2 separate regions of the Muntiacus reevesi genome follow, and region 1 is linked to region 2. The links are chromatin contacts, called in public Hi-C maps. All regions are on one chromosome and are shown on one strand. Each heading gives the region's core, a stretch centred on a gene start, on an enhancer-like site or on the middle of the called end of the contact. The rest is flanking DNA. Distances are from core to core; before and after follow the strand shown.

Region 1 (7,381 bases), core at 1,870-4,369, 420 kb after region 2:
GCAACATTAGGCCTTGTAGAATATGTATCCCCAAAATATATTCTGTGATCAGGGATACACACAGTATACATCCACACAAGAAGCCGTCCAATTTCCAAAGGTAAGGACACAGCTTTTACCTTAACTGTTTGGCTGCCATAGCCATCAATTTGTGCACTAGGACCAGGGAACTGCTCCAACTTGCCACAAAGAAGGCTGCCTTCGGCACTGTTGGCAACCAGAGCCATTACTCTCTGCACTAATGAATTGACCAGTGAAATGCAAGTTCTTCATGGGGCCTCTGGTCTCCACTTGGGCTCTTCAAGAGGGCACCTTGGCCTGAGCCCTGTTCAAAGTGGAAAAGGGCATCTGAAGGAACATCCTTGGGCACCATGTAATCTTTAACTGAACTGTATCTCTTGCTGTGGGTGTTTCCCAGACTTGGTAAATTGCTGCTTCAGTCTCAGTTGCCTCCATAACTCTAGGAGTGTAGCACTGGGCTGCTTACCAATTTTATTTCTGTCAATTTCCACTGCCAGAAAATTGGCCCACATTTGTAACCATGTGGCCTGGATGGGGACTTTACCAGCTTGGCCCTCCTTCAGGGTGTTCATATTCCTGCTTCCTTTTGCCTGGCATTGCCCCTCCACTTCTCAAGTCCTCCCTCATAGATGGGGTGTCCCATGTAGCATTCAGGGATTCAAAAGAGGTAAATAGGGCATTGTTCACTATGTCCCCATTGGGGCACATTTTTCAAAATGCCATCTTGCATGCTGCCTGTAAAATGCTCATCATCTAGACCTTGAGTATTTTGGTTAAACATAAGACTGTTTCATGCCTAGCTGTCTCACAACTTGGGTTAACTCGGCAAAAGTATGCCACTTATGGGTTCGAGGAGTTCTGCCGCTTCCATCTACACAGTGCAGATGGCAGCATTATTCCACTCCAGCAGGGCATTTGGCTAGGTATCCCCTGCATGAGTCGCCTAGCATTCTAAAATCTTTGTCTTAACGAGGGGTGAGTGGTTATAGATGCCCACCATTCTGTGTCATCCCGTGGAACAAATAATACCTTCCACTCCTGTGTCCCAGAGTTACAAAAGCCATGCTGCCAAGGGTTCCCCTTGCTTTGCCGAAATTGCTTACCCAAGTTAATCAACTCCACCTGGGTATATGGTGGACAAGTCGTGAACTCAGTCACATTGGGAACCCCTTGAGGATGTCTGCTCCACCCCGGGGGGCCACAGGCTGTTCATGTTTCACCTTCTGCTGTACAATGGGCCGAGCTAACAAGCAGGGACCCAAGGTCTGATAATGTTCATCATCACTGTCCCTTAACTCTTCATTGCCCTAGGCACTGGGTTCATCAAGGCCACTCATCTCTTGCTCCAGTGTACATATACTCTGCTCTCGTTCTTCTTCCTGTCTCGTCTCTGTAATTTGGACACTTGGACAGCTTGCCTGCAGGCACTATTCATATTAGCCTTCAGAGCAGTCAGGAAAATCCACCCCATAGTGCCAGAAGTAGTACATGCCATTTTGTCCGGCAAACAGGAACTCGCCGTCTGTAACACCTTTTCAAGGCTATCCAGTGACCTGTCTGCCGCCTCCCGGTCTTCCACCAGGGCCCACACCGAGAGGACCACGGCCACCAAGTACCACATGCTATGCCGTGGCCACTGGCTTCCTCCATCCATTGGCGCCTCAGGCTCCCCTACCTGCTAGGTATCCTGCCCATTATGCCAATTGTCTCGCTGCTTACTGAATCCAGGGTAGGCAAGGTGCAAGCAACAAAGCTGGAAGAAAATGCGAGGAGCCATAGGAACTGCAGACATGCTTTATTCGCAGTGGCTGACGCAGCAGCAAGGGATGTTTCAGGTGGGCTTAATATTGGTATACAAAAACAAAGGTGGCAATTTGGCAAGTTATTGCATCACAATGCACGTGTGCATTGTTATAGATGATCTCAGCTGTTACATAACCATGTAGTTGTTTTTTACACGAAGGAGGACAAGAGAGCCTGACTATCGCCATCTTGACTACTTACCATTTCTCTACACAGGATCATTTCCATTTAAACAAAGCCTATTCTGACCCCATCCTGCTCTCTGCAAAGGTCCAGCATCACTTCATGTATTCTTTAAAATGGCACTTCCATACAGTTTTCTTTCCTCACAGTCATGCGTGTACAGAGGCTTGTTTCCCCTACCCTATTTCTATACTTTAGTAAAGTGTGGCCATTTTTAAGGTGAAAACACTGTAACTTCTGATCTAAGTTTGTGGGGGGGGGGTGGGGAAGGGAGGGGCGGTGAGGGTTTGGGGAAATGAAAAAGAATGTTTTAGATTTATTTGGATATCAGTATTGACATTTATTTCCATTTCTTGTAATGATGCCATATTTATGCAATAAAACAGTCTTCGTTAATCCCCTGAAGAATAAATCAGTTTTATTCACCTAAAAAGCAAATCACTGACTTTATTTAAAAATTAATTTCACCTTTTTCATGGGGAAAACCTTTAAAATTTTCGGACTTTCAAAAGAACCTCCCCGCTTATCACAGAGATTAGTAAATCCAGGTGGCAAAATCCATGCTACTTCCACAATATCTTTTCTATACATTTTCCCTTTTTGAAAAATTCTTCCCTTTGCTCTTCACTCGACTTCGTTATCCTTCGACCCTCCCACCATATTTACTCCTCCTACAGGACCTCTGTCCGCAGTAGTAAATAGTTTTTCCAAGCAGTTAATTAACAGCTTTGGGTAGACACTGTGAAGCCCCGCCCCATAGGAGGAGCTAACACGGTCGGACCGAATTATGTGGTCGATCGTTAACAAATAAACGCTTAATCTTTTTAGGGGAGCTAAACACACTGAACTGAAACACACACAAAGGGCCAATCAGAGGCCGCGGTTCCCGGAGCTCGGGGGGCGGGGCTGGGCAAGCGCCCTCCCACCTACCAGCCTCCCGCCGCAGCTGTCTGAGCCTCGCGGGCTTCGGCAGGCCCCGCCCACCGATCAGACGCGGCTGGATAGGACGGCTCTCTCCCTGCCTTCTCTTCGGTTGCTGGGAGAGGGAGGGCGGGGGCGTGGCCTGAGGTGGGGCTCGCGGGCCCCAGAGAAAGGCAGGGAGGCGAGGGCGCGCTGGGCGGATTCGACGAGCGCCGCGGCGGTTGGCGAAGCGAACCGGGCGCAACCTCCCCGATGCGAAGAGCAGTCCCCGCTGACAGATCCTCTTCTTCCGGCCGCGCCACCCGGGAGGCGGATCCCCGGGGCCTGAGGAGGCTTCCTCGGCCCGCGCCTCCGTCCCTCCCTCTCCTGCGGGTCAGCGGAGCGGCCTAGGAAGAGGAGGAGAAGGAGGTCTACCGGGGGCGGCAGCGGGCCGAGAACGCGCTCCCCCTTTCCCGGCGGCAGCGGCGGCGGCGGGGGCAGGACAATGGAGGTGGCTGTGGAGAAGGCGGCGACGGCGGCCGCGGCCGCTTCGGCGGCGGCCGCCGGGGGGCCCTCGGCGGCGCCGAGCGGGGAGAACGAGGCCGAGAGTCGCCAGGGCCCTGACTCGGAGCGCGGAGGCGAGGCGGCCCGGCTCAACCTGTTGGACACTTGCGCCGTGTGCCACCAGAACATCCAGAGCCGGGCGCCCAAGCTGCTGCCTTGCCTGCACTCCTTCTGCCAGCGCTGCCTGCCCGCGCCCCAGCGCTACCTCATGCTGCCAGCGCCCATGCTGGGTTCCGCCGAAACCCCGCCGCCCGTCCCCGCCCCCGGCTCGCCGGTCAGCGGCTCCTCGCCATTCGCGACCCAAGGTGAGAGGCGGGAGGGTAGGGTGCGGTGGGGTGGGGAGGCCGGCGCCCCGGGGCGGCGCGGCGACCCGCTGTCACGTCGCCGCCGCCCGGGGTGCTCGGCGGGGGAGGGGCGAGGAGGGTCTGTGCTGGCGGCGGTGACATGGAGGGCCCGCGCGCTCTTCGGCGGCCCGCGAGCAACTTCCCCCGGCGCTGTGGACTTGGCCGAGCTGCTGCTCCCACCCTCCCGCCCCCCAGTCTTCTCCTCTCGGCTGCGTGGCCCGTGCAACCCGTACTTTTGTAAACCTCTGTCGGAGTGCACTGTTGTCTCTCTCCGGCCCTTTGCCGGCTGCATCTAGTTAACCGCTACCCTCTGCCTCCCCGCAGCTTTGTCCAGGTGATCCTAATCATCTCGTCTGTACCCACGTTATTTGAGCTGGCGAGGGGAAGGGAGGGATGAAGATGCGGTGGTGGGGACTTTTCTTTGGTTACATATCGGATTCTGTTTTTTGGTTTTTTGTCTTGCGTGATTGGGGTTATTTACCTTGATGAGCCCTCAGTTCTCTCCGATGGGGACAAAGGAACTAAGAGACGGTGTTTTGTGGTGCTTCTCTTTGGGAGATTTTGTTCTGAGACGGTAAATGGTAAAGACAAATAGAAAAAAGTGATTTGGAGTGCGGCATTTTCTTGGATTTTGTGGACAGCAGCTGGAAATGTTGAAGTTACTGTTCTCTTTGTGGTGTTATCGTATAATGAGACTTTTGACAGGTAGGTCCCATTGCTAACGTTAACAGGTTTTGAAACACAAAGTTGAAGTAAGCACAGTAAATTGTTTGTAGTAGAATAATTGAGGTTTTAAACGTTTACATGGCGAATATTTGAGCACCTCCCTTTAAAAAAAACAAAGTAACCGGAAACAATTCGGTTTTACATATACTGCCTGTTTAAAAGGGACTAGTTGATGTAGTTAGAGAAAAATTGCTCATTAAATAATTGAGCTAGATCAAAGAACACATGAAATTGATGCTTTTAAATAGGTTGCAGTGTTAGACTCTTGATTTATTTATATGTAAGGAACAGTGTCTAGTTGAAAGACAGTTTTCCATGGGTCTGGCTGTTTCTGCAGAGCTTGCCAGGGGAGGTACTGACTGACTGCCCTTTGTTTCTGTTTTTAAAGGATGTTTGTATAAGGAAAAGCCTTGTATGGTAGAGAAAGTGTCTACCATCACAGCAAAGAGGAACCATGTATATGGTGCAATAGTAACAGATCAATGTCTCCCGGGGTAGAAGGCAGGCATGCTTATTGCCCATCATAAAAGATTAGGGTTCCCTAAACTTGGGCTTCCTCTCCTGCAACACATCCCATTGCTTAAGCAAGCCCATTGCTTAAGCAAGTGTCAACTGACCCTCTTCACCTTGCCAGGTGAGAACTGGGGCTCTGGGAACCAGTGCTGAAGTGTTGATGCTTTGGCTTATGTTATTACTGGAAGTAATAAACTGCCCTTTGTCTCCGATTCACCAGTCTCATGCCTTCTCCCAGCTTCCATGGTAAGCTAGTACTTTGTTAGTTTGCAAGTAGGGTAAAAATCTCAGATCCTTCATGCTAATTTGCTCTTGACATGGCCCACCTGTTGGAAAGTTAGTACAGGTGAAACTTAAATTTTAGTTCTTAATTTTTAGACACATTTAAGGGTTGCTTTTATTTATATTTTAAATGTTTAAAGTGGCCAGTAGCCAATTAGGATCTGAATTTTGCATAATTCTAGAATTAAGATGTATTGTGTTCCAGGGCTTGAGATTTAGATCCGAATGAATGAGAACATGAGTAATAAAAGCTCTGAGCCTCAATTCTGAAGCAAGTTTGCAATTATAAAGTTCTCAAAATGTTGCAGTCTCCAGATATTTTTTAATCTTTGTGTTTGTATTGTAAGCCAGAGTTCAGGAAAGCTTTTAAATTGGAAGGTAATGTTTTTGTTTTTTTTATACTGAGGAAGATGTCTTTTACAAACCAATACTTCCACATATATTGCTAAAGAAAAAAAGTTAGGATTATCTTCAATAAATTAAGAATACTATGTTGAGTCTTAATAACTTGAATATTTTCTCCCTTCCTCTCTCCTTGCAGACTTATTCTAATACTAGCTGTAGCAAAAGTTAATAGACAATTTATTTCAGAACCACAGTTAACCCTTAAGCAGCACAGTTTGAACTGCAAGGGTGCACTAATACACAGATTTTTTTCAATAGTAAATACTAGAGTAGTACATGATTTGTCATGGGTTGAATCCAAGGATGCAGAACTGGCATGGGGAAGGTCAACGGTAAGTTATATTTGAATTTTCAACTGCACAAGTGTCAGCACCCCTAACCCCCAGCTTGTTCAAGGATCAACTGTAAATAAGGTTCATTATCTCTGTTGTTCTTCTCCTAATGAACTTGTGGGGACAGGCATCGTAGATCAAACCACAATCCTGTCAGGAGCTAAGCAAGTAACTGAGATGGGGAACTAGAAGGCTTGGGTAAAATAGGGAATGGTGGGAGAGAAAGGAAGGGAGCAATCTCTGCTTAGCTCCAGCTGGTTGTCCTGTGATAGGGCAGGACCAGGGTTGGAGGATCTTTAATTTTTAATGAGAAATCTGAGGTCTGGAGAAATGTAACATTTCTCTAGTATTAAATATTGGCAAGTAATTAACACGTACTCGGTGTGGACCCTTTCTGTAGGCCAAACAAAACTAGTTTTGTTGAGGCCACATGTGTTGCAGGTAAACTCAGATTTACATCTAGTCAAAGCTATGGTTTTTCCAGTAGTCATTATGGATGTGAGACTTGGACTGTAAAGAAAGCATAAAGATTTAGATAGGGGGTTTTCAGATTTTCACTTTACTAGAATCACCTGGTATGCTTGTTGCAAATAGTTTTCTAGACCTCTCACCCCAGAGAACTCAGTATGTCACAGCTTTACTTAAGAGTTTTAGATAATCATAAACCCTAGTGGTTGGGTTTTGTTTTGTGTGTGTGTGTGTGTGTGTGTGTGTGTGTGTTTTAGTTCAAGCTGTATTATTCCAAAGTACAGCTGCTCAAAGAGGATTCTTTAGAAAATGAAGGCCAAATTGAAAATGTAGTGTTCTCAACACCATCAAACCTAGTTTCCCTTTCTGTTAAGTGCTTTTTGGTGCTCCCTTTGTTATCCTAAATGAACTTTATAGGAAGTGTTTTCTAACTTTTTTTTTTTTAACAAAAATCAACATAATGGTTTGATTGTTGTAAAGAAGAAACAAAGCTAATTTGTGACAACAAAGATACAGTTTTTGTAAATGCTTAGACACAATTCATGGTAGCCGCCAAGCCCATATTGAGAACATTGTTTAAATTTTATATGGCTACCAGTTAGAAAATGAGTGACCACAAGACTTTTCTTAGTATGCAGTAATGTCCAGGAAAGGGGGAAGAGCTTGGAAAATATTTTCTTTAGATACATTATGATACATGAAATCAGGAGACAAACTGATCTTAAATGTTATAATGTTGTGAAATGTTACAATGTTATTTAATATTTTATAGTGGGGATGTACTGTTCAGCCAAAGAGTAGCAAGCTCTAAGAGCTATTTTTAAAGAAGACTAAGCACAC
Region 2 (7,698 bases), core at 1,081-3,580:
TCTACCAAACTCCCCTTAGTTTAGAAGGAATATAATCCAGTCTTCTGTGCTACTAAATCTCATCTTTCAACACTAATTCATATACTTAGTTTGTGGGCCATGACTTGCAACAACAAGTGGTATTTTATATGAGAGCTGCCCAGAAGAGAGACAAGTCCCTAAGCAGCAGACATAAAAAATAATTGAAAAAAAATAAAAATAATCACCCATCACTGCTTCATCACAATGACAGAGAAAAATGAAGCTCTTACTACAAAGAAAAAGGTAAGGTCTTTACTCCTGAAACTGTGCATAAAGATGTGAGCTAGTCCGAGCAGTTCTGTCTGGAGTTAATGCCACAGTCACACGTAGCATCTCAAACCCTGAGATCTCACAAATAAGTCCTGAGGCCCAAGGAAGGGAATGTGGACGCTGCACATAATTTATCCCACCAGCAGAAAGACAACCCAAAGCATTACAGCTGCTGGATGAGACATTTTCACAGCATTCGTGAGGACAAAAGAGAAGAGCTGCCCCTCGCACATGGTTAAAGTGTGGCCCACGTCAGGAGAAACATCTGGAGATACTATCAGGAGATATTTGAGGGCCAACCCACTCTCAGTTCTATCTTGGCAACAGGAAGCACATCTGGACCCCCCAGTCCAAACGCAGCCCACATGGTCTCCTCGGGACAGGCTGGTCGAGCCCAGCCCAGAAAATCACACCACACATCTGGCTTTTGAGCCAGCATGGGCTTCCACTCCCTCTCAGCCCGCCCTCGGCCTGTTTTCAACAAGCCATTCTCAGCCACCACAAATGCCTTGGTGGGAATCACAGGGAGGCCCTCCTCCCTTTTCCCAAAATAACGTCAGCCAGAGGCCAAGGCCAGAGAGGTGGAGCCTGCAGGCCATTTTGCAAAAGTTTCAAATATCCTGGCACTGACCCCACTAAAAGAATCATAAAGGGGAAACAGCCAAGCTTCTCATTTTATTAGTATTTCTCCCTCTCTCTCTCAATACAAAATCTGCATTTGTAAAAAGAAAATAGAAACAAAGAGATCTCACAATAAAGTCATAGTCTCAGTGCTGGCTGTTGTAAACAAAATTTCATGTTGCAAATTTAATACTAAACACTCACAATTGAAAACTTTTAAAGAAATGTGCGTGCTCTATGAGAGTTTAATGCCCAAAGGGGTCGACTGGGGCATAAGGCTGAGCAAGGAACTGATGAGCTGTCCCACCTTCCCCAAATTCTTTCCGAAATGTGCACTGTCTCAGATTTTCCGTACCCCTTTGCTGATCTTTCCTCTGAAGGAGGAGGAAGCAGACTTCTTGGCTGCATGGTTGAAGGAGTCAAATAAAGCAGTCTTTCTTCTAAAAGGAAGGGGCCTTTTTTCAAGACACACACACATACGCAGAGGTATATTTCTTAAAATACAAACCAAAAAGTAAAGAAGAGAGGGAGAGAATATGACCGCGAAGGAAAGAAACTGCTACTTTGTTATGTCCAGTTTTTTTAAAGCTTCCCACAAAAATCAGTAGCAAACGAAACAGATTATCAAACCATCTACCCCAGTTTTATGGAGCAATAGGAAACGAAATAGCAGATGTGAAAAGCCCTCGGGGAAGAGTATAAGTTGCTAAAGGAACACAAAGGGTCGTTACTGTTATCAAAAATTTTAAAGGGCCAGCGGCCCACCTTCACCTTTCAGCTAGAAAAACCACACCTCTCCCAGATTGCTCCATTCTGGGAAGGCTCTTCCCAAACACTCCCTTCCCAGTTCCTGGTCCCGAGCTGTTCCTTTGATGACAATTCCCTCTCCAGCCGCCCCTTCCCCGGCCCGCCGAGTCCTCACCGTGTGGTACATGAGAGCCTCGGTCTCCCCGGGCTCTGACAGCTCACTCAGCTTGCGGTCCCACTGCAGGACGCTCTGCTCCCCGCTCTCCAGCACCTCCATGGTGGTCCGAGGCGCGCTGGGCCGAGGATGCTGAGCGCAGGAGGGGAGCGGACTGCGCGGCCTCGGAGGGCGAGATCCGCCTCCGAGTGAGGGTGTGTGCCTGTGTGTGTGCCCGTGTGTGCGTGCGTATGCGTGTAGCTTATGCACTTAGGAAGCAAAACGTTCGCTCCTCTGCCTCAGAGAGAATTGCCAAGGGCTCCGGGTCCAGTGTCCTCGAAGATCTGAGAATCTCCTGAGGAGACAGATTGTCCAGAGATCAGATCGTAGGCTGAGGAGAATAAACCAGGGTATGCATCCAAAATAAAGGCAGGAGATCAGTTTTCATCCCAAGAAAAGCCCCTCTCAATAAGCCCACTCTCGGCTACTGCTCCAGACTCAAAAACTTTGAGACTCCCCAGGGCTCCTCAGCTCTGCGCCAGGACGCAGCTAAGATTCCACCTCCCTCCAGAGCGGGGACCAATCGGATGATCACCTCGCTGCCCTATCCAATCAAAAGTCTTGCTCTCCGCCCAAAGGCAGGGACTGCGGGAAGTCCCCGCCCATGCCCTGGAATGTGGGCAGACAGCGCCTTTGACGTCACCGGGGAACTACTCTGGCTGAAGTGCCGCCTGCAGCCTCGGTCTGCGGCAGCAGACAAATGGAGAGCTTGAATCCAGAAGTGAAGGACAGGGGGAACAACCAACGAGAAAGGAGAGCCTGGGAGGGCCAGCCAATCAGATAGCGACAAGAATACATTTTATAAGAGGGAGGGTGCGCTTAGTATCCTGAGAAAATCAGAGAAATTAGCGATCGTCTGGAAGACCGCGGTGCTGTGAGCGCAGATTTAAATTCTGTCTTAAGTATTTTCAAGTAGATTAGCTTATTTGACTCTTTCAGAGCATTTAAAAAATAAGTCACACGTTGCACACAAATATAAATATTCTCTCGTGCATGAATTTATGTTGGCATATATCTGGCAAACTGTAATTGCTCGTCCTTCCTCACATTTTCCTCCCACTTTCTGTTAGGCTCTTCTCCTGTCGTGTTTTTTTATGGGCTCTTATTTTATTTTATTCTTTTATTTACCCTACATACATTATTGAGGAGAGTCAACGGCTTTCTTTTCCAGGTGATACAAGTCTTAACTCAGTGGAAGTGACGGGCAGTAAACAAGGAAAGAAACCCATGTCAGAAAGTGGTAACTGCTATAAAGAAAAACAAAAGCACAGTAAGCGAATGATATTTTAGATAGTGGTCGGGGAAGTTCTTTGTATGTAGGTGAGAGTTGAGCACAGACCTGAATGAAGTGAGGTTGGGGGAGAAGCTGCTGTTTTAACTGACAGGCAAGGAAACACATGTGGCTGCAGTTTGAGGTGCTAAGCCCTGAGTGCGGGGAGAGGGGTCCTCAGAGATGGGCGGGGCCCAGGCCAACAGGCCTAGATTGGGAAAGAAAAAGCCTCTTCTAAAATATTCCCCCCCAACATTGTGATTTTTCTTCCTCCTTTCAGACTCCTCCTTTTAAAGAAACAAAGTGCTTGCATACATAGTTTTCTCATTTTAAATATAAGGGAGTCCTTGCAAATTGTCCCTAAAAGTTCCTTACAATGACACATTCCAGTGTGAAGGTTTGTCACCTTCACAAATATTTTTTGATGGATAGGATCATTCTAAATTTGTCTTAGGACTCTAGGGTGTCCTTATGAGGCAGTTTATCATGGGAACTATTCCATTTGTCTGGACCTATCTCTTGGGTTACTTGAGAATATTTTGATGCTTAAAATATAAATTAATTAATATAACAGTGCTTAAGTAGAATTCTACTTTGTTGGCCCACATTTCCTTTGTATAATAGTTTTCTTTTTCTTTCTCTTAGTTCTTGGTTTTATTTTACAATCTGCTAACTCCTTCACCACGTCATTTTCATAGATCACCTATTCAATTTTTAAGGACTTTTTCCATTTTTCTTAGCATAACACTCAACATGAGCAAGCAAGGTAAGAAACATGTACACCCTCCTTAATGCTGGAATACAAACACTTATCTGTCAAGCATTTCTGTTCTAAGCAGAGTCAGACCCTGGTTTTGCCCATGTGGTTGGCAGAATCTAGGATGGCTCCAATGATCCAGCCTGTCTGTGTTCACACCCTCTTATAACTGCCTCCCCCTGAGTGTGGGTTGGACCTGGGGACTTCCTTCCAACAAAGAGAATGTGGCAAAAGTGAAGAGATGTCAAAAAACATTCTGGCTCCTGGCTTCCTCATTCTCTCGTCCTCTTTTGTTTGCTTGCTCTGAGCTGCTCTATGGAGAAGCCTATATAGCAAGGGACTGAGGAAGATGTTCATCTAATAGCCAGCAAGGAACTGAGTCCCTCAATCCAATAACCACAAGTAACTGGATCCTGCTAATATAACCACTTGAGTGAATATGGAAGCAAATCCTCCCCGAGTTGAGCCATCAGATGACTACAGCCTTGTGAGAGACCCAGATCTAGAGGGTCTATGCCATGCCGAGATTTCTGACCCACACCAACTAAAGGCAATAAGTTTATATTGTTTTAAGCTGCTGAGTTTTTCCTTCATAAAATCAGTAATATAATAATTGGTGTCCTAAATGCTTGATTAAATTTATCTCTATTGCCATAGTAGTAGCATAGTCCCCAGTGGTGAGTTTTTTCAGCCTCGTTTATTTCATGTACCCTTCTGTTCACTGTATAGACTTCTTACCGGCACATTTTTTCTTCTACATCTTGAGTCTAGAGTTTGTCCCTTTCCCTCTCATTCTTAGGACTTAAAAAATTTAGTTGACTCTTTTCAGCTTCTCTGGCATCCCTTGAAAAGTAGCAGCCCTTGCTCCCCTGTCTGTTGTTGTTGGGTTTTCTTATTGGTTTTTGTTTTTTTGAGTTAATATTGACGTATCACACTGTATCAAATTCAGGAGCACAACATAATGATTCAATATTTGTATCTATTGTGAAAGGATCACCGCAATGTTTAATTACAGTCACCATGCTGTATATTACATCCCCAGGACTTACTTATTTTATAACTTGAACTTTGTGCGTTTTGCCCCTTTCACCCATTTCACTGCCGACCTCCACTCGAAAGCCCTGCCTCTGGCAACTGCCAATCTACTCTCTGTCTCCATGAATTTGCTTGTTTCTTTAGATTCTACATAAGTGAGGTCATACAGTAGACCTCATACAGTCTAGTGTCATACAGTCTGTCTTTATTTGGTTTTCTATAATGGCATGCTTAGATGGGGCTTCCCTGGTGGCTCAGTGGTAAAGAATCCCCCTCTATGTAGGAGAAAGAGGTTCAGTCACTGGTTTGGGAAGATCTCCTGGAGAAGGAAATGGCAACCCACTCCAGTCTTCTTGCCTGGGAAACCCCATAGACAGAGGAGCCTGGCGGGCTACACTCCATGGGATCACAAAAGATTTGGACATGACTTAAGAGACTAAACAACAGCAATGCTTAGATTCCTTTATCTTTTGTGTTTTTGCTGTGTGATTGCCATCAGGCTTACAGAAAACAACGCTAAGTAGATAACAATGTAAGTTTGAATTCTTTCTAAATCTCTGCATTTACCGCGCCCACCCATTTTGTTTTTGGTCACAGTTTACATCTTTTAATCTTATGTGTCCATTAAAAATTATTGTTGTTGCAATTATTTACTATTTTTGTCTTTTAACCTTTATACTAGCTTTTTAAGTGATTAACCAGTGTGCTTTTACTGTCTTCTGTTTTCCTGTTAGTACCCTTTTGTTTTAGCTTAGAGAAGTTTCTTTCATAATTCTTGTAAGGCCAGTCTAGTGTCAATGAACCCCTTTTGCTTTTGCTTCTTGAAAATCTCTTTATCTCTCCTTCAGTTCTGAAGGACAGTTGTTCCAGGAAGAGTATTCTTGATTGGAAGTTTTTTCTTTCAACATTTTGAATATTGTGCCACTTCCTTCTGGCCTGCAAAGTTTCTACTGAAAAATCTACTAATACTTTTATGGGGGTTACCTTGTACATAACAAATTGATTTTCTCTTGCTGCTTTTAAGATTCTTTCCTTGTCTTTAAATTTTGACACTTTGATTTTAATGTTTCTTCATGTGGGTCTCTTGGTGTTCATATTATTTGGAACGTTCTGGGCTTCTGAATCTGGATGTCTGTTACTTTTCCAGGTTAGGGAATTTTTCAGCAATTATTTCTTCATATGTGCTTCTGCCCCTTTCTCTCTCTCTCTTTTCCTTCTGGGTCCCTATAATGCAAATGTTGGTCCACTTGCTGTTGTTCCATAAGTTCCTTAGACTGTTTTCACTCTTTTTTTTCTTTTCTTTTCTTTTTGCTGCTCTGATTGGATGAGTTCCATTGACCTGTCTTGAGTTCAGTGATCCTTTCTTCCACTTGATCTAGTCTGTCGTTGAAGCCCCTTATTGTATCTTTTCAGTTCAGGTATTCTTAGTTCTATGATTTCAATATGGTGCTTTCTTATATTTTATTTTTGTTGAAATTCTTACTCTAGTTTATCCATTCTTCTCTTAAGCTCAGTGAGATGCGTAATGACCATTATTTTGAACTCTATCAGATAAGTCACTTATCTTTGTATCATTAAGGTCTTATCTTATTCTTGTGTTTGGAACATACTCTTTTTTCTTTCTTTGAATCTGTACGAGGTTCTATACACTTGCTAGAGCAGCCATCTCTCCCAGTCTTGAAGGAGTGGCCTCCTGTAGGAAGGTTATTGTCCAACTCTGACTTAACTCTTGGATGAGTCTCAAACCATTATGACTGTCTAAGCAGCATACTTTATTCTTAGTAGTTCACAGTGGTTGAAGCTATGCCAAGCCCTATCAATATCCCAAAGGGAAGGATCTCAGTCAGCACCTAGATGCAGGCTGATTGGAAGTCAGACTCTCAGGCAGCACTTGTAAAGTATGCAAATTTCACAGAAAGACCGGAGATGGGCATTTCTGTCTGCTCTCTGTACACTGATCCTTGGGGAATCGCCAGTTAAGAACTGTTTCTTTGTTTGGTACCATTTCATTGAATCCAAGAATACAAGCCCCACTTTCCCCTCGGGCTGGCTGTCAAGGGATGTGTTTTCTGGGTGACAACCACAGAAAGTCGGTGAGACAGACACGTACACAGCTCTTTGCTTAGAGACTAGACAGCCTGGGGAGGAGCAGAGGGTGAGTGCGAAGGTGGCACTTGCTGGCCTCCCTAGTCTCTGTAATCAGTCGCTAGATGTGTTTAATTAGAAACCTGCTCCTCGGGCCATAGCTATCAAGGTAAACTAATAGGTAAACTCCTAGAAAGACTGGAGATGCATTCCAGTCTGCTGTCGCCTCACTGTGCCCTCGTAGGGGAAGGCCATAACTGATTATGAACTTGCTCTCTATTTGACACAGTTCTGTGGGACCCAAGAGTGGAAGACTCACTAGCAGTCAAAGCCTGGTGATCAAGAGTTCTCTCCTCAGTGCAACCACAAAATTTGGGGCACCCGTTAGACAGGTTCACAAACTCCTTTCCAGGAGATACTGGCAACTGGAGTGAAGCAGAGGAAGAACTCAAATATGGTGCCTGCTGACCAGTGTCCTTGAAAAGTATTTCATAGCCCCCTAGATGAGTGTTAGATTAGGTGCCTGCCCTTCACTCCAAAGCTTTAAGATAAGCAAATAGGACTGCTCCATGAGCTGCTTGATTGTTTTCAGGAGCTGCTTTAACATTAGGTCCTGGAGGGGAGCCAGGGGAGTTCATGTGAGCCTTTTAATGACTGGTTCTCAGTTCACTATAATTT

The links. A called contact is a pair of places that touch in the nucleus more often than the background predicts.
Region 1: a Hi-C map of blood shows a contact between it and region 2, with 3 times the contacts expected there. The contact joins the promoter of TRIM24 here to the promoter of CREB3L2 in region 2. A contact is called at or near these places in 2 of 3 Hi-C or Micro-C datasets (blood and muscle).

What each region holds. Positions count from the first base shown.
Region 1 is chr6:96,765,950-96,773,330 of mMunRee1.1, forward strand. It overlaps TRIM24 (tripartite motif containing 24), which reads left to right and starts at 3,120. Exons shown (of 19, transcript XM_065939105.1): 1 at 3,120-3,776. The coding sequence starts at 3,413.
Region 2 is chr6:96,350,719-96,358,416 of mMunRee1.1, forward strand. It overlaps CREB3L2 (cAMP responsive element binding protein 3 like 2), which reads right to left and starts at 2,331. Exons shown (of 12, transcript XM_065939093.1): 1 at 1,835-2,331. The coding sequence starts at 1,936.